Linked DNA regions of Mus musculus: all the other regions are linked to region 1. A link is a contact called in public Hi-C and HiChIP or PLAC-seq data. All regions are on one chromosome and are shown on one strand. The core of a region is the stretch at or near the end of the contact, and the rest is flanking DNA. Distances in the headings are between cores, read along the strand shown. Region 1 holds the start of Bcor (BCL6 interacting corepressor). Region 2 has its middle 110 kb from the start of Atp6ap2. Region 3 has its middle 100 kb from the start of Gm26314. Region 4 has its middle 74 kb from the start of Gm26314. Region 5 has its middle 28 kb from the start of Gm26314.

Region 1 (5,658 bases), core at 1,912-4,411:
AGCTCTAGTGGGCCTTAGAGGAGAGGGCAGGGAAGAGTGCGACCATATGCATCTGGGCACTCCCAGATTCAGTAGCCACCCCTTTGAGTGAGGGGCACAAGAAGGGACTGCTTTTCAACAGCTTTCTTTTCCCAGGCAACAATTTTGACGAACCAGGCCAATAGGTGTGATCCTTCTCCACTTAGGGCCCTGGGGAAAGTCTCACATTTTAATTCTCAGTGAGTCAGAAACACCCCCCCCACACACACACACACATTTTTGCGCCTGCCTCTTAGGACTCCCTTAATAAGATATTTTTTAAATCCCACGGAATTGGGAAACGCATCCCTAAGAGATGGAAGAGAAAGCTTTTAATTCCACCAACTCACTGGAGAACCCCGTGGAGTCCAGAGACTCCCTTAAAGAAGAGGGGGTGACTGCCACAAATTACGTCAAAGGCGAATTTACTGGCCTGTTTGTCTCCAGCATCAAATTTCTCCAGCAGTCAGCCTTCCCCAAGGCCCCTTCACCCTTACAGCACCCCCCTCCGTTTTAGCTCTAGGACTTAAAGTTAGACAAACAGACCCCATTGTCAGCAGTCTCAGGAGGCCCTACGACTCGAGAGGCCTCAGGCTCCATGATCGCCTCCTGGATTTTCGGAAAGTTCTGGACAGTTAATGTAACTTGGACGCTGGGAAAAGCCTGTTCCTGGGAGAATTGGGAGGTGAGAAGAGGGGGAGAGAAGGTGGCTGGGCAGCGAGCCAGGGCTTCTGCGGTGCGGCCTAACCAAGCCGGATGAGCCTGGCACTGCTCTGCTGTTAGTCCAGGCCAGCCCTCCTGCCCAGCCCACAGCCGCACCGCGGCCTTTCTGCCTGGAATCGTGTACAGAGTTTCCCCACAAATACCCAACTCCAGCTTTCCCGGTTATTTAAGACTTGTTTTGAATAAAAGGAGTCGCTTCAAAAAGAAATGTTGCTACAACACACAACCAGCGGCCTTCCCTCCAGCTGTGTCTGTAACTTGCATGCGTTCAGTCTAATAACTTTTAATGTCTAGCCCTAAAACGTCTTTATAAAAAATAGCTTTACAGCATAATAGTCCAGGTGTCTTTCTGCTTGTTACCGGAGATTAAAAAAATGTGTAGGTTAGCTTTCAGAGACACCCCCTCCGCCACTCAAGAAAGACCAGGAAAAAGAAAAAAAAAAAAAGGCATACATTCCATTCTGCAGGCGCTGGTTCTGGAAGCATTAGCGGCACAGCACAGCTAGGCACTACCCACTGGCCTGCCTCTCTTTTGCATCAGTTGTTACAAGCATCTCTGGAGCATGAAGATTTAATTCTGTTCAAAGTTTCGGGTTTCAAACGGTAGAGATGTTTCACTTCTGCTTTGAGAAGGGCTGTTTTTATAACTATGCTGAGAACTAAAACAGAATGAATAAAATTGCACCTAATATCAGTCACAAAGTCAGTAGTGGGTGTCATTTTTAAAAGGAAAAATATCTTCTAGCTAGAGATGAGATTTTTTGGTCTTGACCTTGACTTAATAATCAACTTGAGATGCTTTTAATTCATTGTTGGCGTGTAGACGCTCCAGGATATTTAAAAACTTTCCGAGTGGGGTTACTAGCCACTTCCATTTCGGACTTAGGTTCTCATCAAGCCTGCACCACCCTGTCCCTAGGCAGAAGACATACTCCAGCCCGTCCCAGAATCGAAAGACCCCGTAGAAGCACCGAATGGGGTAACCTTTTGGCCTCGGTGTCAGGGCTCCCAGCCTGTGTGCCTTGACTTCCCTTCCCGCCAGCTTTTCAAACTGGAGCGGTGTTCGTCCTTGAGGCTCTGCATTCCGGGGAGGCCTGAACCTCGCTTCTCGGCTTCCCCCTTTCGCTTGCCTGCCCTTCCCCGCCCCCCATCCCCCCCTGGCGCCCAGAGCTGCTCCTGGTGCGTAGGAGAAGCTCGATACGTGTCAATTGGATTGAACTGCTGCGGGCGCAGGCTGTACACTGCCGCCGAGCCTTGATCTGCACGACGTTACCGAGTGAAAATTTATGGGCTGAACGGTGAAGCCAAAAGTTGTTCCCGGCCAAGTAAAATAAAACGCGGGAGATACTCTCACGAGGCCGAGGTGAGAGACGAGGGCAGACCTTCCAGCCATCGGAGGTCCGGACTGTGAAATGCTTAAGAACTGGGAGAAACTCAGGCTCATCCCAGGTCCCTTTATGGTCCTCCCACCCCCTTGTGTCCCCAAGAGCAGCCCCCCACCTCAACACAATTCCCACACAATTGAAATGTCCGGGGAGCAAGGGCGCGGAACTGCCACTGTTGCGGGTGGTGGTGTTTTCACGTAGCTCTTAGCGCCTTAAGGGGAAGTAGCTCCTCTGGGAAGAAGGGGCGAGGTGCGGTGGGGGTGGACGCCCACGCGCACTCAGGCTCTGCTGGGCTGGCTCTCGGAGGGGACGCTAGGCCGGGAGAGCGCAGCGCTGGTGGCGAGAGGAGGCAGTGGCGCCTGCCGCTGGGGTTTGACAGCTTTGGCTGAGAGGAGTGCGAGGCGCTTTATGGTAATTGCGGTCCTCCACTGGCCTTCTGGGTAGCAAGGGGAGTCTCGGCGCGCGGCAGGGAAAGCCTCCCCCGCCGCCCCGCCGCCCCGCCGCCCCCCATTCTTGGGGCTGGGGATTTGTTGGCCGACCTAGCCGTCGCCGCTGCGGAGTCGGTCTCCAATACCCTAGGACGTGAGCCCTGGCTGGGCGTGAATGCTAACTCGGCCGGAGCTGGGACGGAGAGGACAGAGGGCGGTAGAGTTGGGGGGGGGGTACGAGGACACGACCCGCCACCCAGGTGGTTTGGGGTTCAGATGTGGCGAGGCCCCAATGCACCCGGCTGGGAATCCGTGAGGGCCGGGGAAAGTCGGGCGAACCTTTCCTGGGGAATCACCCCCTCCCGAAACCCCACCGCGGAGGCGCCGCAGCGGAGGGTGAGCGGAGACTGGGGATCTCAAACTTGCGAGAGCTGGAGGCGGCGGCGGCGGCGGGCGGGCGGGCGGCTGTCGCTCGAGCGCTGCGCCTGAGGGGGGAGGGGAGGCGGCTGTTGGGAGGGAGGGAGGGAGGGCGGGCGGAGGGAGGGGGAGGAGGAAGAGGAGGGAACCTGGGAGGGGGGACGCGTTGGGATCGCGGCGTGCGGCAGCAGACGGAGCCTGAGCTCCCAGCGGCAAGGTGAGGCAGAGCTGCGCTCCGGGCCGAACGGCGACCGAGCTCTTCGGCCGAGGGGGAGACGCGCCGGAACCCAGAGCACGACCGAGAGCGGGAGCGAGGCGGGCGGCGGTGGCGGAGGGGGAGCACGCGAGCCGCCGGGCGGAGAGCCCGAGCCGCGCTGTCGCCGCGGAGGGACGACTTGGCCAACACACTCGCTCACACACACTCACACACACACCCAGCCCGAGCGGGCGCTCTCGGCGAACCGTCAACATGGCGCTGGGGCTCTTGCCCGAGCGCGGGCGGCAGCGGCGGCGCGGGAGCTGCTGAGGGTGACAGAGCTCGGGCCAGCTGCGGGAGGAGAGGATCGCGCGGGGCCGTCGCCACCTGCCCTGAAGCTCGCAGCCCGCCCCGCCCCGCCCCACCCCCACGCGGCCCAGAGCCCACCCCTCCGCCGGGCCGACCCCGAGGGCAGCAGAGCGGCTGCAGTCGGCGGCGAGCGAGCGCGGCGCTGGGAGTGGACTGCGGGCACCAGAGGAAGCCAAACTTTGCTGCTCGCTGCGCTTTCCCGGCCGGGCTCCTTCACGTAGCCGCCCTCTCCCGACCCCGCACACATTCACCCAGCCAGCCGCCCCCGGATCTTCCTCGCCGCCTGGACTCCGCTCCGGGGAAAACTTCAAAGCGCCGGATCGCAGGGCTCCCTGCCTACTTCCCGACTGGGGATTTCAGGTCAGTGCCCGGAACACCTTTCCCCGGGGGCCGCGGGCGGGCTGGCGCGCCGGGGACTGCAGCCGACCTCCTCCCTCCGAGGGTTTCTCCTCCGACTTCGGTAGACCCCCGTTGGGAGGCTTAGCTACCTTGCTCGCTTTCGGTTTTACATCAGAGCTGCAAGTTATTAAAAATGCAGCCAACCTAAGCGGCCCCCGCATGGGCACCAGGGAGGGAGGGACTCGACGGAGGACCTGCCGCCTCCCGAGGGGTTGGGAGGATCGGGAGTTGAACGAGTGGAAGTTTGCAGCCTCTGTGTGTCTGCGCGGGAGCGCGGTCGTCGCCGAGCGTCGGGAGTCAGGCGGGGGGGGGGGTGCTGGGCTGGAAGCTGGGAACCTCGTCTCGGCGTTACCTCGCTAGCAGGAAGGGGAGGGCGGCGGGTTCCCGTCTGCTTTCTTTTTCGACTCGGAAAAGAACTGTAAAAACCCCCAGCCGCCGCCGCTTCGTCTGGCCTCTCCTGGGGCCCGGCGGTGCCTCCGAGTGGAACGCCGGCTTGAGCGTGCGCTAGTGTGTGCGGCGGGCGCCTCGGACCGAGCCGAGCTCGACCTGCCGTCGTCGCTCAACTCCGGAGGGGAGTCCCGGGTTTTTCCTTGGCTTGCCCCAAAGCGTGAATCACGTGGAATAACGGGGGCGGGGGGGGGGGCCTACTAGGAAACAGCGGAGAGCCGGAGATTCGGAATGGGCCAGTCCGGCGACCCGTCAGGTCAGATGCATTGTTTTGTAAATGTTCTTTTAAGATTCTAATTCGACCCCCCCCACCTCCATCCCTTCCCTTCGGGAGGCGTCCCAAGGCAGGTTTTAAGTTCGGAGCCTCCTGGAGCCCTTGTAGACTGCTTGTTTAGGGACGGCGTGGGGGAGCGAGCAGAGCCCTCGGCTCTCCGCTTGGCTGTACGGAGCCTGGTGGGAAGCCCCGATGGGCGTGTGAAAGTCTGCGGCCCCGGGAAGTTGGTCCCACTCGGAGGGAGGGCGACGCGGAGGCTCCAGGCGAAGAGGAACTCGCGCACCGGGCGCGATCCTCGGCTGAGGCGGGGAGGGCGAGGCGGCACAGGGCCAGCGCTTGAAGCAGGCGGGAGGCTGCGCTACGGAGCCGCCACAAACTCGGGGGCTGCGGGCTGCGGCGAAGAGAGCCTGCTATTTTCGAAGAGAGCCTCCGAGCGCCCTGAACGGAGTAGGGCGGCTCGTGGCACGTGTAGTCCCGGCGGACTTCTGGCTGCCCGGCGGCTCAATGGAACACGTACCCACGTCCCGAAGACGACCGAACCTGTCCCCTTGTAGGCCGAGGCCGAGCCAGGCTTAATTTGCTGTTAATGAATCTTTTCCAGAAAGTCTGCGACCTCCAGCTAGACTCTGAATACCCGCGCGCGAAGACGCGCGCCGCCGGCGTCTAAAGGGTGGGGGTTGGGGGAATAGAAAAGCGAAGAAGGAACTGGAGGAGGGTTATGTTTATTTAAAAACAAACCTTAAAAAGAAACCAGCGCGCCTCAAATAGGTATTCGTCCTGCCTGGTTGCGTCTAGACTAGACAGACCGGGGTTTTAACTGTAACCCCCTCCCTGCGCACCCTTATTGAGAGAATGCTAGGGATGAGTACTGCTATTTGGTTCTAAGGTTAGTTCCTTGGACGGAAAAAAAATACTTTAAAATGGACCGGGAGGAAAAAAAATGAGGAAATAGCCCACCCCAGAAGGTGGTGGGTGGTGAGCAGACAGACTTGGGTATTTCTA
Region 2 (5,658 bases), core at 1,072-3,571, 400 kb before region 1:
TATTTTTTATTACGTATTTTCCTCAATTACATTTCCAATGCTCTCCCAAAAGTCCCCCATACCCTCCCCCCCACTCCCCTACCCACCCACTCCCCCTTTTTGGCCCTGGCATTCCCCTGTACTGCGGCATATAAAGTTTGCGTGTTCAGTGGGCCTCTCTTTCCAGTGATGGCCGACTAGGCCATCTTTAGATACATATGCAGCTAGAGTCAAGAGCTCCGGGGTACTGGTTAGTTCATAATGTTGTTGTACCTACAGGGTTGCAGATCTCTTTAGCTCCTTGGATACTTTCTCTAGCTCCTCCATTAGGGGCCCTGTGATCCATCCAATAGCTGACTGTGAGCATCCACTTATTATATCTTTTTATTATTATTCCTTAGAATCCTGTTAGTTTTTTTCTTTTTTTTAAAAGATCTATTAATTTATTTTATGTATATGAGTACACTGTAGCTGTACAGATGGTTATGAGCCATCATATGGTTGCTGGGAATTGAGCTCAGAACCTCTGCTCATTCCAGTCCTGCTCACTCCAGCCCAAAGATTTATTTATTATATGTAAGTACAATGTAGCTGTCTTCAGACACTCCAGAAGAGGACGTCAGATCTCATTACAGATGGTTGTGAGCCACCATGTGGTTGATGGGATTTGAACTCAGGACCTTTAGAAGAGCAGTCAGTGCTCTTAACCGCTGAGTCATCTCTCCAGCCTGCCTGTTACTTTTCTAATGAGAGAGAAAGGGGGTGGATCTGGATGGGAGGGGGACGTGTGGGGAGAAACTCGGAGGAGAACTGCAATCAGGATATATTGTGTGAGGAAAAAAAATCTATTTTTAATAAAAGGGAAAATTAAAAAGTAGGTCTACCCACTTCAAATGATTTAATTAAGGAAAAAAAAATCCCTCACAGGTGTGCCCAGCCACTTGGGTTTTAGTTAATTCTAGATGTAGTCAGGCTGACAGCCAAGAATAGTCAAAGTATTCAACACAGGCCTGGTGACCTGAGTTTGCTCTCTGGAAGGAGAGAACAGACGCCACAAACTTGTCCTTTGACATCCACACTCATGCTGTGGCACACATGTACCTCCCACCCCTCTCATGAGCACTGATACCCACAATAATACTAAAAGGAATAGCAGACTATAAGGCCGACAGGACCAGAAGAAGACATCCAGTACTGACCTCTAGCTTCCACATACAGATACATATGTTGTGGAATTTCAGACCACGAAGGAAAGACCCCCCCCCCCAGACTCAATTCAGACTGTAATTAGCCAAATTTGTTAGAACTGCTAGCAGGGCTACAGCTCTATCAGATATGTTCCACCAAGAGGTGGGTGAAGAAAGGAATTTTAAAGGCCAAACTCACAAGAAGTCCTTGAATATCTGCCTTAGCAAGCTACACAAACTAAAAAGGAAACCAACCCAACCCAACCAACCAAACAGCAGTTAGTCATCATCACAGAGCAGATGACGACAGATGCACATTTCAGGGGTGGGTGGGCTCAGGGTTGCTGGGAACTTAATCTCTCAGGGACCCAAATCACAGATAAATGGTTATTTGGTACCAAGATGGATGCCTAGCACAAATGGAGTTCCCATGAGCTCTCTCTCTCTCTCTCTCTCTCTCTCTCTCACACACACACACACAGCACGTATGTGTGGCCCAACCCTGGTTGTATTTTCAGCACCACAAAGCAAAACAGTATGTAGATATGATCAATATGTTTGGGAAAATCTGAGGGACATAGGCTAACAGGACTTTGGCATAGTGTGGAGGAAATGTGTGTTTCACTGTGACCCCTTCTGCCTTCTTTGCACTGGAAAAAAAATACTGTATCTTTAGTCCAGCATGTGCACACCTGTAATGCCAGCAATTGGATGACTGAGTCAAGAGAATTACTGAAAGGCTAGCCTGGTCTACATAGTGAATACCTGACCAGTCAAAGCTATATAGGGAGACCATGCCAAAACCAAGAAAACAAAATGCAAATTCCCGTATGATGGAAGTAATTGAAAAGAAGCTTGTTTATCATCTTAAGTCTATTCTGCCTACGGTCATGAAGGCCCCAGCTTACAGCCTCTGCCTTTTGCCATGTGCTATGAAATTGGCACCGCAAAAGCTGGGGGCCCTGGGTGGCCTCAGAATGGCTCCTGCACCTGCGCTTCTGTAGCTTCTCCTTTCTCATTCTTGGAAGTGGAGGGTCGGGGCAGATGGGCTTTAATCTTCTCCCGGCCACCTGCAACTCCACTTCCTGCATAGAAACAGGCAGTCTTCTTGACAAGCGACTGCTCACTCCAGCAGGTGTGTTCAGATACAGTGGGTGAGCAGAGTGTAAAAGGTAGAGTGCTTTTCCTTGTCCCCTCTGCCCCCAAATCTGTGTCCAACTCTAAACTCTTAGTATATAGAAAAGTGACTTTATCTGAAGATAGGATCTTTATGGAAATCATCAAGCTAACATACGACTACTAGGGGCCAATATAGCCGGGGTCCTTGTGTTGAGGTTTGCTCTTTTGCTGTGTATTGTAATGCTAAATACTGGCCTATAAGATTTAGTTGCCTCAGGGATGAGGGAATTTTTATGTACACCAAGTAATGCTATGTAACCTTGTTTCTAAATTTAAAACTATTGGTTGAATAAAGATATCTACAGCCTATAGCTGGGCAGAAGAGAGGTAGGTAGAATTCCAGTTCCCAGGCTTGGGGTTTGAGGCAGGACCACAAAGGTGAAGAGGGAGAAGGCGGAGAGAGGAGAAGATGCAATGGGGTAAGGGATCATGAGAACTGGCTATGAGGGCAGCCCAGGAAGAATATGTGCCGTAATAGTGCCATTCCTTGGGCCAAGCATATTCAAACCACCACAACATGGCAAGTCATATCATGGGGTTATTGGCAGGGAAGTAGACATAATATCATAGAGAGTAGATATCTGCTCAGCTCTGGTGCTGATTAAGGATTATTATAAATATAAAAGTTTTTGCCCCAGACACTATTGCATATGCCAGCAAGATTTTGCTAAAGGGACCCTGGTATAGCTGTCTCATATGAGGCTATGCCAGTGCCTGGCAAATACAGAAGTGGATGCTCACAGTCAGCTATTGGATGGATCACAGGGCCCCCAATGGAGAAGCTAGAGAAAGTATCCAAGGAGCTGAAGGGATCTGCAATCCTATAGGAGGAACAACAATATAAACTAACCAGTATTCCCCAGAGCTCGTGTCTCTAGCTGCATATGTAGCAGAAGATGGCCTAGTCATCATTGGGAAGAGAGGCCCCTTGGTATTGCAAACTTTATATGCACAGGGAAATTGCCAGGGCCAAGAAGTGGGAGTGGGTGGGTACGGGAGCAAGGCAGGGGGAGGGTATAGGGAACTTTCAGGATAGCATTTGAAATGTATATAAAGAAAATATCTAATAATCATTTTTTAAAAGTTTTTGTCTTTTATCTGGGAACTGAATGATCAAAGGCGGGGTAGAACCCCCCCCCCCATTAATGTTAAATATTTACAACATTCTTGTATTTGTCTACATAGACAGACTTGTGTGAGAGATAGAGCATGAAGATGAGAGAAAGGAGATGTATCTACAAGCCTGTGGATGCTAGAGATGGTCAGAAAAATGAGGAGAAGCTGGTAGAAGGTGGGGAAACGAGTCTTCTTCCTCAAAAGGAACCTGCTCTGTTGCACCTTCAAGACTAGGAGGCCCAGACAGTAGGTGGTGAAAAAATCAGTCAGTAAGCCATCATTTTTTCCCAGTTTCTGCCACCACGGATTATTTGAGCCTTAAGCTTCGTATAAGTGAGATAGCATCTCAGGTACTTCTGTGCTTGTATTTTTTCCTCCATATTAACATATGTGGAAGTTCCATACTATTGTATTTAAAGGCAGTCTGCCCTTTCTGTGTATGTGTGTATATATGTGTGTGTTCACGTCCTTATGCATGTGCTTGTAGAGGCCAGAGGTTGACATTGGGTGTCTTCTTCAATTATTCTCCACCTTATTTGGGAACAAGGTCTCTCATGGAATCTGGGCCTCATCAATTGGGCTAGATTTGCTGGGTAGTGAGTCTGAGGTATCCTCCTCCTCCTCAGGCCTAGGCTTGCACTGCTGTGTGCCTTCCTTCCATGGGTGGTGGGATTAGAACTCATATCATCATGCTTAGTGGAAAACACCTTACCCACTTAGTCATCTCAAGTCAGTCTGTCTTTTTTGTGTGTGTGTCTGTGTGTAGCATAACGACAGCACAACTCATTTACCTATTCTATTCTTATGATTGTGGGATGCTCATATCAAAGTTGGATTAATGTGCATAGGACTGTGCTTGTTTTTGAGACCAAGTCTCACTCTATACCCTTGGCTGGCCTTTAACTTGTAGTAACCCTCCTGAGTGCTGGGTTTACAGCTGTGGACTAATATGCTTTGCTGTGAGTAGTGCCATAAAGGAGAACACTTCTCCTGTTTGGGGAGGAACACACATGTGCTCACTATGGGTATTTTTATCTAAGAGTGGGATTCCTTGAGCAGGTCACAGAGCTAGCCTCTGCTCTGGCTCCGTTGTTACTGCATCAGCCATACATCCATCAGTGGCCTGTACAGTTCCACTTACTCCACAAATTGATTAGAACTTAGTGTCCTCATTTGCACCTTACTGCACCTCAGGAGGGGCAGTGCTACCCACAATGCACTAGCTGGATGCTCAGTTGCTGAGCAACCTTTCCTATGCGTTCAGACATCTTTGGATTGCATTCATTTCCTTCATCCCTTCTCTTGCTTTTTTTCCCTTAAAGACCTTGCTATTCTTCTTCTTTAAAAGCCAGTGGTCCAAACACCCAGGCAGAGAGGCCTCCATGGAGGCCAGCATCCCCCTTGCCTGTGCTCTCTTATCATCTGGAAGGGCCGTGAATGTCACCAGCAGAACACAGATGGGCTCCAGCAGGGTGGCTGCAGGTGTGTAAGGAATGCAGTTTCTGTGCAGTGGCCTTGCCCAGTGTGCCTGCCTTGCAGAATTCTTTTCCATTACATAAGACTGCATAAAATGCAAACTAACAAAAGCATTGAGAGTAAGTAATGGGGGAAATCCATCACTCCCTTGTCACTGGAAGACGCCTGTATCTGATGGCTGCCGGCAGACTAATCCAGGTAGAAAAGGCAAGATCTGCAAGCTATACGCAGCTTCCTGGCCCCCAGCCTGGCCACATACTCAATAATTGGCCTATCAATTAAGCTGGGGTGGGGTGGAGTAATGAATAAGAAGGAGGGAGAGAGACACGCAGTAGAGCACTAACGGCTTGTCTTGTCACTAGCTCTCCTCCATTAACCTTCTCCTAGGCTCATTTCAAAAACACTTAGTGTGTCCATCCATGAAATGGGCCTAACTGAAGCGAAGGGTACTCATTTCATACTTTGCAGAAATGATGAAGATAAATTTCCTCAAAAGCCACAATGCTTACTGCTGACGCAGAAAGAAGAGGGCAAACCCCAGCAGCCTCAGGCAGAGTTAACAGCGATCTGAGTGGAGCATGAAGGAGCCTGAGATTTTGGAGGGGGTTGGGAGGGCAAAAGAGACGGATTTCCCATCCCCTAGCCTGCTAAAAGAACCCAAATCCAGTTCACAACAGCCGTAAGAGAGGGGGCTCCATTCCCAACTCAGAGGCAACTATTT
Region 3 (5,658 bases), core at 1,441-3,940, 330 kb after region 1:
ACCTCTCAAGTGCTGGGCTTACAAGCACGCCTGGCCAGTGCTGGAGTCGCAACCTCTGACAGCGGCCAGTTACCGAGAGGACATGTAACAAATGCCCACTGCAACCTTTCTTCAGATATGCTCAGCTCAGGAACTGTGGTGAGCCACAGGGACTCCTGTTTGGAGGGAGGGCTCTGGTTCCAGGCTAGCTCTCTTGTCTTTGTCTCCCACAGTGATGTAAGGAGCCTAAGCCATGTACTTCCAATACCACAAAGTTGGCTATGCGTTTCTGTCATCATGGACTAGACTCTGGAAGTGGGGACCAGGAGAAGAAGCCTTAGCTCTCTCTTCATTAGTTTCTGTGAGGGATTTGGGGATAGCAACACAACCACAACATAGAAAGAGGTCTGCTACTGTAGGGCTCAATAATATTTATTGAATGGATGAATCAAGCCAAGAAGATTAGTCATCTCGATCTTCCCAAACCTGCTTAGGTGACTTCCCGTTAGCTTTTTGGAGCTGCCCAGAAACCTTTTAATTATATCTTTCCAAAAGTTTACCATATCACATAAACTAGTTTTTCATATGAAACCAAAAGTTTTTTTGTTTTGCTTTTTTTTTGTTTGTTTGTTTTTTAAGACAGGGTCTCCCACCAGGCAGTGGGGCACATGCCTTTAATCCCAGCACTTAGGAGGCAGAGGCAGGAGGATTTCTGAGTTTGAGGCCAGCCTGGTCTACAGAGTGAGTTCCAGGACAGCCAGGACTACACAGAGAAACCCTGTCTCAAAATGCCCCCCCCCATAAAAAAGACAGGGTCTCCCTAGCTGACCTGATACTCAATATATAGACCAAGATGGCCTCAAATTCACAGAGATCCACCTGCCTCTGCTTCTTTAGTGCTGGAATTATAGGTATGTGCCACCACACCCAGCTCAACCCAAAGACTTTTTACTAGGATAATAGTGTAGCACTGAATTCTGGAGCAGGGACATTCTGTTTTCATTCCAGCCATCTGCTTATCCTATTGAGTTTCTAAGAGTACATTTCCCAGGATTCTTTGAAGTTAGGTTGGGGCCATGTGACATAGCTGTAGCCTATGGAAAGTGAATAGAAGTGATGTTGAATCATAACTTCTCCCATTTCAGGTCCCTCCATTTCTTCTTTCCATTCTCTTTTGACCTTGCAAGTCACCTGTTGAAGTTGGTAGTGCCATTTCTAAGAGATAGAAGAAATCTGAAGTTTAGATTAATGAATTATCTTGGGGTAGGCTGTTTTTAGAATTGCTGCTAGGAATGGGATGTGAGCAAGAAATACACTTTTGCATATGAGGACTAACTGAAGGACCTTGTATCTCAGGCAGGCTTGTAGACTTCAAATGCAGTAGGGAAGTTGCCTCAGGGTGGGGCAGGCTCCATCTGGAAAGCACCCTTGGGCACTGTTGGTGATGCTGCTAGGAAATAAAGGAGGTCCACTCTTTACCCCAACCCCTTTCCAGAATTTCTCAGAGTCTTTAAGTGAATTTTGTCACAGCCTTTCTAGCTCCACAAGCCACAGAGCATCAGTGTGGTGTGTGCAAAGGTTGCTGAAAATGGGTAGCCACAGTGTGATCCCTCCATTTCATAAGATGGTGACTTTGACTGCACAGTACTGGGGAAAGGACTGGCCTGATGGTTTGGAGCTGTGGATTCTAGACCTATGTCTGTGCCACATGAGAAGGGCATGGTCCCTCTTTCAGCCAGTGTCTTGGTTTGCAAAGTGAAAATGGGGGTAAAAGATGGGAAAAGAGATGAGTTTTGGAGATGGTGTCTAGGCCTAATAGCCTGTAATGCTGCATCTATCTGCATCTCTGATGGCAGGAGAATCCATGTAGTTTTGGAAATGAAACCAAAACATCCACAGGTAGTCTTTGTCTCGAGCCCTGCAGCTAGAGCCAACATTGGGCTGTATCGGTAAGCTTGCAGGGCTGGGAACAAAGATAACCTGTGGATGTGCAGCCTTCCATAGTCCTGGTGGGGACAGAGGCCCAGGGTTGGGCTGCTATAGGAGAAAAAAGGCCCAAGTCAAACATTGCACTGCTGTTATATTTGTGACCCAGACTGACCATTGCTGTGGAAGGCCAAACCAGGGAGGCCTGGAATGGGGCCAGAGCTGTCACCGTCTGGGCATCTGAGCCCAGGGAGCCCCCGAGGTCAGCTGCCTCTTCAGAGTGGAGAGCAGCCAATTCTCACTGTCTCAGCTGCCAGCTGCCACCAAATCCCAGCAATGAATCCAAAGTAGCAAAGGCCAGCCTTGGCGCCCTTATCTTCTTCTCTACCTGAAGCCTGTGCTGGGCAGAGCCTGACACACCTGGGGAAGGGAGAGTTGTGCTTCTAACGGTTGGTTGGTTGTGCATCTCTTTAGCACCCAAGGAGGCCTGTGGATCCCTTCACAGACTGGTGGATTTCCAATGCACAAAACAGGATTACAGAGGAGACCAATTAGATTGAAATGTAGCTATCCAAATATTCAAAAGCAACTTTGTGGGGCAGTAATAGATGTGGTTTTTCATTAACACATTAAAGAACAGGATTTAGTGGCAGATCTAATGACTACCATTGTTTCACACTAGTGAGGTGCAGATGCAATCTTTAAAGATACCAACTCCCAAGGGATCCAAGGATAGCTGTGGTTTCTGCTGGTGACAGTCACAGGAGGAACCAAACACTGTGCCATGAAATGGAAGGAAGTGCTTGTTTTCAGTTAGAGGTTAGTTATACTGATGACACATTTTCTGTCTCACCCCACCCCCATCAAGTTCACAGACCCTTGACTACTTTTATGGACCCCCTAGCTTAGTAGAAAACAGGAACACCCTGTTAGGAGACAGGAAGACACTGAGGTATGACCAGGGACACTGTGCAGTGAACCAGTCCTTGCCTCGTGTTCAGCAGGGCAGGTGGAACTACATCAGGGTTGGCTAATTAGAGCAGAGTGCTGCCTCCCTGCCACCCCGCCTGTGGTAAGCACAGCTAGTTGATGGTGGTGGGAGCCAAGAGATGCAGAACCCTTCTCAGTCCAGCGCTCCAAGCAGCCATCACTAACCGATTGGAGCTGGCACCAAAATGAAACCAATTTGCCATTCCAAGGCTGGAAGCTCTCTAAGGCCTGTTCCAGCCTGACATCATATGATTACCCATGATTAAAATATGCTCCCTGCCCACAAGAAACTTCTGAACTGCCAAGTGTCTTAGAGGCCCTTTTGGAGCAAGCAGGGGACCCACATCCACAGAGCTCCTCACCAGGCCTTCAGTCATTTCACAGCCAGGGCATCGATTTTACTTTTCGACTTGTAATTTCCACCTCCTGGATTCCATTATCACTCGCTCAATAGACGACGGCTCGCCATTTCTCTGGCCACGGCTCTGAGACTCATGCATTACTGAGCAGAAGCAGAAGACATTGCCTAAAACACATTACTACCTGGAAGTAATGATTGGGTTTTAACACAGTCAAGACCTTGATGAGTCTGTGGATAAGCAATCACTCCACCTTCCTCCTTCCCCAGACACCCGACTTCCCAGAAGGGAATTTGAATTAACCCCACGTGCTCAAACCTTAAACCTGGGCTAGCTCTGTCTTGCCCAAGACCCTCACATTCACGTGATTGACCCTGCAGTTGCAAGCTGTCATCACTATCCTTTCAGATATACTGTCATTGACTGGTTCTTTGGGTGTGTGTGTGGGGGGGGGGGGAGACCCACATCTGTTCATCCAGGGCTGCTGAAGTAGTCAGGAATGGGTAATGTGGGACAGAAGTTTTTGGCCAGTAGCTCTCAGTATGAAACCTGTGGTCACCAACTCCATAGCCTCATTACCAGGTTAAAAATCTAAGTGTTGGCTCCAGTGAACCAGAACCCGAGTAACCTGGTGTGGCGACTGCTCCTGTAGGGGCATTCTGATGTGCTAACAGGTTGGAATAGTGGTTGAAGGCTGAAAATGGGGAGGCCCTATGTGAACACATTAGTGCCCTAGACAGTCACCTTTTGGAGGCCTCAGCTGCTTTGTCCATAAAACAGAGGCAATGCTGCCTGCCTGCCTTCCTAGTTTCACAAGATGACCATCAACTAACTAGACTTAATGCAGCTGAGGCCAAACAGAGGCCTGGCTACCCGGAGCCAAGGCATCACAAATGCATGGTGTTGCCAGGTGGTGGGCATGGTTAGGGAAGGAGGGGGTCCATTTTAAGACTAAACATTGGGACGTTGCTTTGTTCTGAGATAAGCGGGGAATAGCCATTTTCTGTTTTCTGGGACATGAAGATTGTTGCTCAGCCTGGGGATGCCACCTTCCCTTTGGCTCCCACTGAGCAGCTTTCTGGGGACTTGACTGCCCCATCTAACAGTTTTGAGTATTTAAATCCACCCTCTGCTGCTGTTGTTCTCCTATGACTCATTGTTAACAAAATTTCTAAATCCAGGTCAATTAAAATTCCTGGGTGTGAGCCACTTGGGTGGCAGGGTAAAGGGGATTACAGGATAGCATTCAGTGGCAGTGGCGACCAACAAACAAAGCAAGTAGGGCTGTTTTCATCCCTAGTTACACCCCCTGGGTGTGGGAAAACAAAGACCACAATGGCAGCTCTTGGCAGATGATCAAAGGTTGATCTTTCTTCCCAGTTTGGAGGACCACGTCCTACAGGCTGAAACAGGGTCATCTTTTAGCCGAGTTGGCTCTCAACCTTCCTAATGTTGTGGCTCTTTAATACAGTTTCTCATGTTGTGAAAACCCCCAACCATACAATTTTTTATACTACTACTTCATAACTGTAATTTTGGTATGGTTATGAGTTGCAATGTAAATATCCACAGGTCAAGAATCCCTGTGAAATTTAGCCTTTCTCAGGCAAGCCCAGAAGGCACCCATCTCATCTTTGCACTTGACTACCCCAGCTTTACTTAGGGAAACTGAGATATGCTTGGGACGCCATTTAATATTTTTAACAATCCTACCTAGAACATGAGCCATTCCTGTCATAGGTGCAGACCAGAGTCCCAAGGACACTTGCTCATATTTCCAGGAACAGAGACCTGGACTAAGGACCAGTGAGATGGCACAGCCAATAGGAAGCAATTGCTGCGAAGCCTGATGGCCTGAGATGGATCCCTAGGACCCACACAGTGGAAGGAGATAATCAACTCCAGAGAGTTGTCCTCTGACCTCCATATAATTGCCATAGCATGTGCTCTCTTGCATATGCATACATACACACAAATATAAACATACACGGAATAATAATATGTTATTATTATTATTACCAGGGACAGAAGAAATAGTGATGGAAATAGTTGAGTAAGAAAAAGAACAGCCCTTCTAAGAGTGAAATTGGCTAAAAGCTGGGAAAAGTACAAGGATCACAAGCTTTTAGACCCTGAACACCATGACCTTTTTATATAGGTCGTTTGTGCAGTGACCTGCCTTTTCTCACACTTGGAGAGCTTGCAATTTTCTCATCTCTGTCCTATGGTTGATGGGTTTCTAGTCTTCTACTGCCATTGGCTTTTTCATGTTTGCCCCGTGACTCTCCATGCTTTCTTCTCCAGCCACAACCTATTGTGCAAACAAGGAAACCGAGGCACAGAGAATCAAGCAACTTGCCCACATGGTATCAGGGCTGGGGTTTAAAGTCCAATTTATCCCCAG
Region 4 (5,658 bases), core at 1,244-3,743, 300 kb after region 1:
TGTAGGGTTGCACGCATATGCCCCAGTAGTAGGTCTTTACTTCTGACTGCTCAAGATTTGCAGGTTGGACATGAGGTAGGTCATATTTCTGCATCTTTGGTGCCTTCTCTATGCAAGCGAGATGGTCCAGATGGAAATGTCTCTGGAAGTATTAGGACATCTCTGGTCTAGCTTTGTGGGTGGTGAGAACCATCACAGCAGCCAGACTCCACATTCTCAAACTGGATGTCAGCAGTTTTTTGACTCTTACACCACACTTATGGCTGTGCCTCTGAACCTATCAGTCTCAGTAGTAGTAGCTCAACATCACCACTTTTCTGATCGTGGCTGAGTGTAGCTCTCCTACAGGGTCAGCCCTGGAGCTCATTTCTGGAAGGTCTACATATGTCTTTATAGCCTCCAAAAAGATGCTGTTAACATGTAATTCAATGTGTTAAATCTCTTTCTGTTAAAACACCAGTGACAGTTAATATTGGTTGTCAACTTGATGAGGTCTAGAATCACCCAGAAACAAACCTCTGGGCATGTCTAGGAGAGCTATTTAGGCTGGGTTAATGAATTCAGGACGATCCATCCTAAATGTGGGCCTCACCATTTAATGGCTGGGGTTTCTGGACCAAATGAAAAGGGGAGAGAAAGAGAGAGTGAGAGAGAGGAGGGGAGAGAGAGTGTTAGTTGAGCATCAATGCTCATCTCTCTGCTCCCCTACTGCAGACACAATGAGACAAACGACCTCATGCCCCTGCTGCCGTGACTTCACGTCCCTGATGGACTGTACCCCCAGCAAAAGAGGCCAAACAAAACCCTTCTTTCCTTAAGTTGATTTTTGCCAGGCATTTCCTCACAAACAAGACAAGTCACCAAGACAACAACTCTAGTGAACTCTGCCACCCTCTGCTTCTCAGTTCTTCTCTTGCCATCTCTCCCTTGCTAGAATGAGCATTCTGGGGGAACACACACAAACCAACTTCTCTGCTAGTTTATAAACTTCTAGAAAGCAAAGTCCAATGGAACATTCCAGCTTGATACTTGGGTAATATTTTGTGGAAATTAGGCCCTTGCATACACTGAGCAAAACCGTCCACGACCGAGCTCCATCCCTGGCCTTCTCTTCACTTTTTATTTTTGGGATAGGGTCTCTCTAAGTTTCCCAGGCTGGAATTGAGTTTGCAATCTATCTGCTACAGCCTCCTGAGTAGCTAGGATTTAGGGCTTGTGCCATAGGTCTTGGCTCTGTGGTGTTATTGATCTCTGAACTTGTATCCCTATCTACCTCTGCCCTGTCCAGCACTACCTAGCAAAAAAATTTTTGGTCCTGGTCTTAAATTCTAACTCTGCACTCCTTTTATAGTATAGAAATTAGTCTGTAAGAAGTTTTCTCACCTGTAAAACGGGGCTAATGCTAACTGTTTTCAGGGTTATTGAAAAAATAATAAATCTATCATTTGATTTGAACATGAAAAAAGAAAACATTATGCTGGACAGTGATGCACACGCCTTTAATTCCCAGCACCCAAGAAGCAGAGGCAGGCAGATCTCTGTGAGTTTGAGGTCAGCCTGCTCTACAAAGCAAGTTCCAGGACAACCAAGGATGAAGAAAAAAAACAAAACAAAACAAAAAACAAAAAACAAAAAAAGAAACCAAAACAAAAACCAGAAAACCAAAAAAGAGACAAAGCAGACCTCTTCCTCTGGCCACTTGTTAGTCATCCAGCTGGGGCTGGCTGCTAGGGTGGACCATTGGGGTCACAAGGCCTCCGTGACTTGTACCTTGGAGCCTCACTTGCTTTGAGGCCCAAGGCAAGTTAATTCACCTGTTTGAATTTCCATCTCTTCCTCTGAAGGAGGAGTGAAAATAATTAACTAACCCAAACCTTCCTTCAAGTACGGCAGGGGTCGGAGTGTTCATGTGAAGATAGTGTTTTATTTTAGGGATTTACATCTCACTGGCGGGTAAAGGCATCTGAAAGACAGGAATGGTGGATTCTGCTACAACTAGGGTGCCGTTATAAGAGTCCCCCAAGAAAATACAACTCCTAGCATGGAGAAAAGGCTTCATATATGCTGGCTCTTTTTATTATCAGCCATGACACCCAGGAATGACTTCCACAGACAGCCTCCACCTCATTATTGACAGCAAGAAGTACAGTTAAATTGTGCTGGATCCAAAAACCACTGTTTGTGGTAAGGATTCCCAGACTACCTGCAGCTTGGCTTTCAATCCCAGCCACTAATCACCTGGGTCACCTTGCAGCATATTTTGCGCTAGCTGAGCCTGGAGGATTCATTAGGAGGTCTGGCTATCAAAGACTAATGACTTCTAAAAGACGATTTCGGTGGGTGTTTAGTCATCATTGCCTTAAATTAGAAAAACATTCTTCTACTAGAAATGATTGCAGCCCTGCCTGATGGCCCAGAACCAGGATGGCACCTCCATCACTCTGTACTCTTAAAGTTCCTAGCCCCTGGGAATTTCCCTGGCAGCTGTTTGAGTAGGGGCGGGGACTCCTAGTTCCTGTATTCTCAAGCTCCTTGGTCTCAAGGGAGGGTTTAAGCTCCACCTCTAGTGCCATCGAATGGTAAGTCTTTGTCCCCTGCCTCCCCTAAGAGCCTGAGATGGCTTGGAGCTTGAGTTCAGAAGCATGGACGGTATCTTTTCCTTCATATGGGTGGTTCTTCCCATTTTGTGGATTGATATTTCTCGTGACTGCCCACTTTGGTTTTATATAACTCATTCTGGAAATCACAGTGTGGCTGGCCTTCCTTTAGCACCTAGGGTACAGGGGGGAGGGGGATGACTCACTCAAATTTACATTCTGCCTCCAGTAGAGAGGGTTTTGTGGTACACATCTTGGGTAATCACCGCCCCACCCCTCTGGCTTCATCTTACTTTCTTATTTTTTTCTTTTGCCTCATCTGTTCTTACTAATTCGCAATTTATTTTATGCTGTGCTTCTGTGTGCATCTTTGTAAACCCTAAATATATCTGGGCAGATATAAATCAATAGAAGTGCATAGTGGCTAATGGAAGCTCTGGATAGCTTTCTTGTGAAAACAATTGTCCCTGAATATATAGGCCTGCGTCCTGAGGCTACAGAGGGCAATAGAGAGGAAGGTGAGAGAACTAAAATACAAAGAGCTACAGGGAATTGTATTTGAATCACCCTGCCCTCCATCTTCCAAACCAAACCAATCTCAACCTCCACCCCACCATGGAGGAAAACATGGATTTTAATAAATCAAATCACTTAAAGATGTACCTTATATGGAAAATTACAAATATTAAACATGGATTAAATATCGGGAATATTAAACACTATAATTAATCTAAACATGATATCACACACTTGTAATCACAGCACTCAGGAGGGGGAAGGCAGGAAGGTTGCCATGAGTTCGAGGTTAGCTTTGGCTAACCTAAATATATCTGTGAGCACAGCTTCTGCCACCAAGAATGAGAGTGAGAGTCTGCCTGAAGCAAGCAAACACCCGACGCTGTAATTAGCCCCTACCCTGGTCCAACAACTATGAATCCATGTCTTGTACTGTTGATGTGGCCCTCCTGTGCAATTATGATCTATGTATGGGGGGGTATGTGTGTGCATGTACAAGTCACAGGCTAATATCTACTGTCATCCTTACTCACTGTCCACCATATTATTATTAATTTTTAGATGGCATCTCTCAGGAGCTTATCCATTCAGCTAAACTGGCTGCTCATTGGACTCTAGGGGTCCCTTTATTTGCATCCCGAGAGTCCTGGGGTTCTAGATTTCTGCTGCTCAATCCGGCATTTACGTGGATGCTGGAGATCTCAACTCAGGCCCTCATTCATGCTTATGAGGCAATTGCTTTACTGACTGAGCCATCTCTCCAGTCTGAGTTATGATTTTTAATTTTTTAGTAATAAGCATTTTATTCCTTCTTCCCATAGGGCATGGGTTGTGCTGACTTCTAATGTTATCCAAAGTTCTGCTTGGGCCTGGCCATGGTGGCACGTGCACTTGATCCCAGAGCTTGGGAGGCAAAGGCAGGCGGATCTCCAAGTTGGAGGCCACCTAAGGCTACACAGAGAAATCCTGTCTTGAAAAACAACAAAACAAGAAAACCAAACCAAAAAAAAAAAAACCTTTTCTGAGGTGATATGCTATGATCTCTCTGCATGGATCGGCAGTTCATTCCTTTTCATTGCTGAGTAGTATTCTGTTGTATGGACATGGCACAGCATATCTCATCTCCATTCAGTTAACATTTGGGTAACCAGCTTTGTAACCATTCTAGGGCATGCCCTTGGGTGAATATGCTTGGCTTCCTTTGTTATTCCGCAGCAGGCCCTGAGGCGTCCCATCATGTTTTAGTATGTATCTCAGAGAGAGGATTTGATCACAAATGTATGCTGACTCCACCAGAGTGCCGTGACAATTAATAGTTGATGTTAATGCTAGGTTCGGGTTTCCAGTGATGGTAGGAAGAGATGGGGCTTGAGGATAGAATGCATGCTCAGCGCGTGGGAGCCTCCAGGTTTCCCAGTACCAAAGCAAGCAAACAAACAAATCTCCTGGGCTAGAGAGATGGCTCATCACATAAGAGTACTTGCTGTTGCCAAGCATTGTGGTGCCCACCTTTAATTCCAGCACTTGGGAGGTAGAGGCAGGGGGAGCTCAAGGCTAACATGGTCTATACAGAGAGTTCCAGACCTGCCAGAGCGACATAGTAAAATCCCGTTTCAAACAAACAAACAAAAACTGAAGTGGACATTTCTGGTTTCTTTGGAAACTCAGCTATGTCATATGATGTCTTGCTGAAGCAGACAGGGGAATGATTTGCTGAAGCAGATACAGATGAGAGGATGTTTTGCTGAAGCAGACACATAAGAGGATGCATGCTGGTTAGGAGTATAAATATGACCCCATAGGCAGTGGGAGGAAGCTCTGGCATTGGGTAACCTTGCTCTGCCTTGCTAGTCTGCTGACAATGCTCTGGCATCGGTTTACATTGCACCGTGTTGCTGATCTATGCTTGTCCTGACTCCATAAGAATAACTCACCAAAGAACTTCTGAAGTGAAAGCTGCTGGTTTCTCTGGAAAGACAGTTATGTCAAATGATGTTTTGCTGGGGCACATAGGTGAAAGGATATTTTGCTGAAGCAAACACGTGAAAAGACACAAGATGTTAATTAAGAAGGACCTAACAGATGATGGACAGTGCTGGATAGTATTGGTATGCCTTTCTATTCCTTAATGGTCACCATTTGTCATGCCTTTATAGAAAGGAATGCATCAAAACACTTCTGGTGGTGTCCTGGTAGCTTCTTGCCACTTCTGCAGACTTGGGTACATTAGCAGAGTGGTGTCAGTTAAGACAGACTCACATGGAGCTTTGCTAAGACAGACTTAGGTGGTGTTTTGCTGAGGCAAGACCCGTGGGAAGACAGATGATGTTTGGAGGGAGTATAAGTAGGACTCAACAGACAGTGATGGTGAGCTCACATAGCTAGTCTAGTTCTTCACTGGTCTCGCATCTTCATCTTCACTTTGTTGAGAGACGCACAGCAGAGAACTTCTCATGGTGTTCCTGCTGGTCCTGGTCACTTGTGCTGATTTGATGGAGGCCTTGCTGTTTCTGCTGGGCTGTGCCACCACTGATTCCTGTTTGCT
Region 5 (5,658 bases), core at 1,630-4,129, 260 kb after region 1:
GCTGCCTTTTCTAAATTTTAACACTTCCCAGCTCCATTGTTGAGAAGAGGTTCAGGTGAGGGGACTTCTTGAACCTTCTACACAGACTCCTTTAAACTCCCATCCCTTAACACACTTTCTTCCTAAACGAGAGGTCAAGAACTCTAGCCCAGTACCCTAACAGAAGGTAGCAAGTGTCCTAGGTCTCCAAGTGACACCTTTGTGGGAACTGAGCTGAACAGGTTAGTTCCCTTGGAGCATTTCTTTCACTTCACCCTGCCCCAGCTGCCCACCGGGCTGGTAGTTGAGGTATTAAAATCACCACACAAAACCAGGACTTCACTGAGGGACAAAGTTAAATTGCAGTGAACAAAGCCCTCTTATGGGGGTGGGGGAGTGGGGGTGTTCTGGATTGGTTGCTGATTCCTGTCCCCTTCCTGTCCTCCCCTCTGCTCCAGCCTCCCCCCACTCCAGAATCAGTATTTGCCTTCCTTTGAAGCTGTCCGCTGATGGGTTGCAGCATTGAAAACATAATTTCATTTCCAAGATGGCCAGCATTGTCACCTGAGTGTGTGCCATTGTTGCTGCAGAGGGAAGGAGCACCTTGACATCTCTGGTTGTGATTTCAAGTGCTCTCATGTGATAGTACTAGCTCTCATTCCTCAGAGCATATAGACACTCGGGAAGAAGAGAGGGACTAAAAAGAGACACAGCCGACTTAGAAAGCAGGAGGGTCCAATTCGGGTAAGCCACTTGTATGTTAATGGCCAGACTCTATATAGGGCTGTTTAGTAAAAGGCCTCAGTGTCATACGATCTGCCATCAACCAAGTCCTAAAATTGTCTACAAGTGAATATTTTGGTAGTCATACTCTCTACATGTATGTGTGATAAGAGGGCTTATGTGTGTGCATGCTCCGGTGTGTGCATACGCCTCTGTGTGTTCAGAGGTGGTGAGCTATTTACACATGCAGTGCTATGCAAAACTATATGAACCATATGGGAATCTATTTAAAATATTGATATTCTCAGTTAAATCAACAGCACACAATAATGTCATTGCCTACGAGAGCTCTATTTTGACACTGGAGGGGGTTGGGGTGGGACTCAGACACACCTTCGCTTGCCACAGTTTTGCCTGGGATCCCGAATCAGCAACCTTGCTACAAGAACCCAGAATATACAGAAACTACACTTGAACTAATGCCTAAAACCTGACGGAGACATCCTTCATAGTTAATCTGGTTACTCGGGGTTTATTTCACAGTCAGAAGTTCTTATGATGGAAGGGACTCCTGCTGGCTTCTCCCAGACATATGACTGAATTAATGAATGAATGAATTCAACTTACCAGGGCAGATTTAAATTGCTTACAGAAACAGAGTCTGGTTATTTTTCTTCCTTCCATTTTTTTTTTAAACACAAATATGAGCCTCGAATGGGTGCTGTAAGAGTCATTAATCCTTGATAACCGACTGTTTTATCTTTTGATTAAAAAAAAAAGGCAGGCTGACTGACAGTGAGCTCACAACGATAGGTTCATTAAGAAGCCTGGTTCAGATGTGGCCTGGCAAATAAACACCTAGCTTTCCATTAACCAGGCAGCCCCCTGGTTCTCTCAGACTTAAAATGGAAGGGACACCTAAACTAGTCTTGTTTTGATGAAGCAGCAGGAAGTGTTCAAGCCTCCCCCCCCCAAACGGCCCCCAAACTGAGGATTTTCAGTGGTACTACCAGGTTGTCAAAATTTAATGGGTGTTGTTAACAGGGACTCTGAAGTATTGTGGTGTGTTTGGCTATCAGCAACTTTCAGGCCTGCTGGTGACGTTGGGCTGCTGTATTTCAATGGAGACCTTAACAGCAGAGACTTCGGCTGCCCTGGTGGGCCTGGAGGACTCTAACAGTGCGGGTCTACTGGGTTGGAAGAAGGCAGCTGATGGTGAGAGTGGGGTCCCCCAAGAGTGCAGAGGAAGAGAGGCTTTCCATGCTGCCTTGGCCAATGACACCTTTAAGTCTACTTCACACTAACCTGAGGCTGGGAAGCCCACCGTTTGGCCTGTCCATAGGACAGACAGCTTGTATGGGAATGTTTCTGGAAAGGGTGAGACTGGCCCCCCTCCACTTTGTCTTCTTCCCCTACTTTGCCCTTTTCTCCTCATCCTTTGCTTCTTTCTATCCCTCCCATCCCTTTCCTTTTTTCCTTCTCTCTTCCCCTTTTCCCATTCTCTAGCTTTCCTCTGATCTCCTTTTCAGTACCTCCTTTCCCCTACCCCTCCAGTCCCCTTCCTTCTGCTCCCTCGTTCCCATCCTCCTCACTTTCCTCCCCCCTTTCTTCTCCTTCTCCTATTCTGCCCTCACACCCTCCTCTTCTTCCCTAGTGCTCAACTCAAAATTTGACAGCACCCAAGCAGCTCAAGTTGAGTGTCGCCAGCAAACTGCCACTTCTCTGGATGACATCCTCAATTAGACTCCAGTCCTTCCCCCCACCATGTCCCTCCACAGACACATTGCTTGCTGGCCTTGTCTAGGAAGGGTGGCAAACACTTCCTGGTATTTTAATCTTAGCTCAGTGACCAATAGGAGGCTCTGACTTTCAGGCCAAGAGCATGCCCAACCCTGGCCAGTGTCTGGTGACTGAGCAGTCTCAGCCCAGACCATAAGCCAGAGTGTGGCCGGTCCAGGCTGCATATTCCCACCCTCACCTGGGATGGAGGGAGGGAGGTAACTGAGACTAGCTGTTTTCCAAGAAGGTCTCAAAATAAAGTTCTCCAAGGGAAGTTGAGTTTCCTGGAAGTGGCAGAAGGTGTGTGGGTTGAGCATGGTGGGATGTGTATATGTGTGCAAGTTTCTTGTGTCCCTGGGGAGAAGGAATGACTGCTTTGGCCCAGGAGGAAGGCGACATTCTGCCTGGAGCCGCTGGGCACCACCATGCGTTCAGAGGATGCTAGAGTGCTTTGCCGGTGGAGAGCTTATTTTGCCCAGCAGGACCAAAAATCCAATTAAAGAAAGAATGAGGGAAATGTGAAGTCTGGACTCCGTGCTGGCACCACCCTGGCCGACTTCCTTGGCAGGGATTTCTGCTGAGGGGAAGGGCCAGTGATGGTCCTGGGGATAGCCCAACCCAGAGGCTCTCAGCCATGGCCAAACACAAGGCTTCTGCCAGCCATCAGGCCCTCTTTGCCTGTCTCCCACCCCCATCCCATGCCACAGTCTCCTGGAGGACCCGCTGATGGTGTGGAGAGTCCGATTGGCTGGCAGCAGCTAGGGCACCAGCCAGCCTCAGCTCTTGGGCCATTTGAGCCACCCACCCTCCTGTGCCTATTGACATGGGTGAGAATCGCACAGGCAGATTAAAGGCAGCATATGGCCCCCCAACTGGAAGCCAGCGGGGCTGAACCAACACTGGCAAATTGTGTTCAAACCGCATTGAGAATCCTGGCAGCTGCACCTGGCATGGGGAGCAGCCGGCGACCTGCATACAAAGGGAGTTTTATACACAGGGGGCCAAGGCAGCCGCGTTGGCGGCTCTGCCCCCACTCCCTGCAGCCTGGTTCTCACCTCCCCCTCAGCCCAGATCTGGCCACTGGCCCTGGGAGGAGAAGCTCTCTGTCCAGGTTTCCAAACCTGCAGAAAGGCAGCAATGGGGACAATCGTCAAAGGTAGAAGAAATTTCTCAGTGTCTTTTTCTCTCTTCTAACCCTGTGCCTATAAGCCCCTATGACCCCCCCCCAATTCACTAAGGGCCACATTTTAGTACCCAGGCAGGCAAGGAACCTACAAAGAACTACAGGGATCTCACTTCTGTAGAACCCAAAGAACCGAGAGGAGAGAGCTTCCAAGTGTCCCCATGTGTCAGGTGACACATAAGCAGTCGCCTGGGTCATTACTTGTCTCCTTTCCAAAATAAATAGTCAGAAGGCAGAGGCATCTAGCTACTTCATGAACGAAGGGGAAATATCAAGTAGCTGGCATGTAAAAATAAATAATGGGACTGGGGGAGGGGAGACCAATTAAGTTGCAATAAACCTACAGAGCCAGGTAGGGGCATGCACACACTCATCGGGTCAGCATGTAAAAACATGCTGGGTTGTGTCATCCAGTTAGTCAGGTGTGTGCTGCAGGTCAGCTGGGAACACAAGAGCATGTTTAATGGTAAGATCTGCCAAACCCTGAAGGGATGTTAAGTGGGAGTGTGTGTGCTTTTAGGGTACTCTTCATGGGCTAGGGTTTGCATAACCATAGCTGTTGGCTTCCCAAGGATGCTCTATCCTAGAGTCTGCTGCCATGGCCACATAAACCACCTATTTGGCTGGTAGCTCTCCATCCCCACCTTAAGGGCATACCAGTATTTCCTCCTGCCTGGCCATCTGCCACAGTTCTGGAAATAGAGTTTCCAGGGTAACTGGGGCATCCTTAGACGATGGTGGGTGGACACTTCAAGGGACTTAGAGAAGAGTCCAGGGAGGCATGAGGTACTCTTGCATCAGGACTAAGAAAATGCATCGTCATGAACCAGTGAGCCTGTCCCCAGTCCCTTTTTTAGAAAGGGTTTCCACTATGCAGCCCTGGCAGGCTTGGAATTTCATATGTAGACCAGGGTGGCTTCAAACTCACAGAGAGATCCACCTGCCACTGCTTCCCTCCAGATGCTTGGATTTAAGGTGTACACGCACCTATGAACCTGCCTTTTAGATGAAATCAGACTATTAGACTTGCTGCCCAGGCATGGGTTGGTGTCTTAGTTAATGTTCCTCTTGCTGTGTTAGAACGGCATCGCCAAAATCAACTTGGGGAGGAAACCATTTATTTCATCTTACATTTCTCAGATCCAATTCCACCACTAGGAAGTCAGGGCAGGAACTCAAGTAGAGCAGAAACTTAAGGGCAGGAGCTGATGCAGAGGCCGTGGAGGGGCGCTGCTTACTAACTTACCTCCCATGGCTTGCTCAGCCTGCTTTTGTATAGAACCTAGGACCACCTCTAGGGTTTGCATCACCCACACTAGACTGACTCCCCCCATCATTAATCAGCACAATGCCCTGGAAACTTACTCACGAGCAATTTGATAGAGATATTTTCTCAATTGTAGGTTCTGATTCCCAGATAATTCTAGTTGGCCAACTCAAGTTGACCAAAAACAAACAAACAGCAACACACACACACACACACACACACACACACACACACACACGCCCACAAGCAAACAATTGGAAAATGGCTTCCTTTCCTTATTACCCTGGTATAGATACTAGATGCCTTCTTCCCTTGTGGTTTGAGAGGGACAGCCATTTTGGAGGGGAAATCACGACACCTACATGTTTGTGTTCTGGGTTATCTCAGGCAAGGTTCAGAGTGCAGTAGGGGCTGGGGGCATGGTACCTTGCTCTTGTTTCATCTCTATGTGAAAATGGACAGGTGACACAGTGACCCACTCAAGGTCACCCAGTAGAGACTGACACAGACTGAATCCCCACTGCAGACTTTTCCTTGTTACCAGGCCAAGTGCAGAGGATGGTCTTCTAGTTTTGATTCATCCAGTCATAGGGAGAAGACGATGCCTACCCACTTCCTCCCAGACAAAAGGTGGGGGTCCCTTATGAGAGGAAAGTGTCAACTGTTCTCCTCCAGCCCCGCTCTCCTAAAGAAGGACAGAAAGGAAGGCTGACATACTATGGAGGGA

The links. Hi-C and Micro-C count contacts between places; a contact is called where the count stands out from the background. HiChIP or PLAC-seq counts read pairs in DNA pulled down with a chosen protein or histone mark.
Region 2: an H3K4me3 HiChIP or PLAC-seq map of pro-B cells shows a contact between it and region 1, with 3 times the contacts expected there. The contact joins the enhancer-like site here to the promoter of Bcor in region 1. A contact is called at or near these places in 2 of 115 datasets of contacts at active chromatin or transcription factors (large pre-B cells and pro-B cells) and 1 of 9 other capture datasets (embryonic stem cells).
Region 3: a contact with region 1 is called in an H3K4me3 HiChIP or PLAC-seq map of pro-B cells, with 5 times the contacts expected there. The contact joins the enhancer-like site here to the promoter of Bcor in region 1. A contact is called at or near these places in 2 of 15 datasets of contacts at CTCF or cohesin (large pre-B cells and pro-B cells), 6 of 484 Hi-C or Micro-C datasets (the HL-1 cell line, Th1 cells, cerebellum and 3 more), 11 of 115 datasets of contacts at active chromatin or transcription factors (DN3 thymocytes, embryonic forebrain, embryonic limb bud and 7 more) and 1 of 9 other capture datasets (embryonic stem cells).
Region 4: an H3K4me3 HiChIP or PLAC-seq map of pro-B cells shows a contact between it and region 1, with 2.7 times the contacts expected there. The contact joins the enhancer-like site here to the promoter of Bcor in region 1. A contact is called at or near these places in 1 of 484 Hi-C or Micro-C datasets (cerebral cortex) and 5 of 115 datasets of contacts at active chromatin or transcription factors (acute myeloid leukemia, bone marrow-derived macrophages, embryonic forebrain and 2 more).
Region 5: a Hi-C map of cerebellum shows a contact between it and region 1, with 2.8 times the contacts expected there. The contact joins the enhancer-like site here to the promoter of Bcor in region 1. A contact is called at or near these places in 9 of 484 Hi-C or Micro-C datasets (brown adipocytes, cerebellar granule neurons, cerebellum and 5 more), 14 of 115 datasets of contacts at active chromatin or transcription factors (acute myeloid leukemia, astrocytes, double positive thymocytes and 10 more) and 1 of 9 other capture datasets (pancreatic islet).

The regions. Positions count from the first base shown.
Region 1 is chrX:12,078,056-12,083,713 of GRCm38.p6, reverse strand. It overlaps Bcor (BCL6 interacting corepressor), which reads left to right and starts at 3,161. Exons shown (of 15, transcript NM_029510.3): 1 at 3,161-3,896.
Region 2 is chrX:12,475,959-12,481,616 of GRCm38.p6, reverse strand. No RefSeq gene overlaps it. Among named protein-coding and RNA genes, the nearest start is that of Atp6ap2, 110 kb to the left of the region's middle. Within about 2 kb of position 2,321, at least 14 of the 459 cell types and tissues checked have an H3K27ac peak or open chromatin away from gene starts, as enhancers often do.
Region 3 is chrX:11,744,998-11,750,655 of GRCm38.p6, reverse strand. No RefSeq gene overlaps it. Among named protein-coding and RNA genes, the nearest start is that of Gm26314, 100 kb to the left of the region's middle. Within about 2 kb of position 2,690, at least 46 of the 459 cell types and tissues checked have an H3K27ac peak or open chromatin away from gene starts, as enhancers often do. A contact at or near this core is called in muscle stem cells, pancreatic cancer cells and pro-B cells, where this site is marked.
Region 4 is chrX:11,773,581-11,779,238 of GRCm38.p6, reverse strand. No RefSeq gene overlaps it. Among named protein-coding and RNA genes, the nearest start is that of Gm26314, 74 kb to the left of the region's middle. Within about 2 kb of position 2,493, at least 11 of the 459 cell types and tissues checked have an H3K27ac peak or open chromatin away from gene starts, as enhancers often do. A contact at or near this core is called in pro-B cells, where this site is marked.
Region 5 is chrX:11,819,787-11,825,444 of GRCm38.p6, reverse strand. No RefSeq gene overlaps it. Among named protein-coding and RNA genes, the nearest start is that of Gm26314, 28 kb to the left of the region's middle. Within about 2 kb of position 2,879, at least 24 of the 459 cell types and tissues checked have an H3K27ac peak or open chromatin away from gene starts, as enhancers often do. A contact at or near this core is called in cerebellar granule neurons, cerebellum and cerebral cortex, where this site is marked.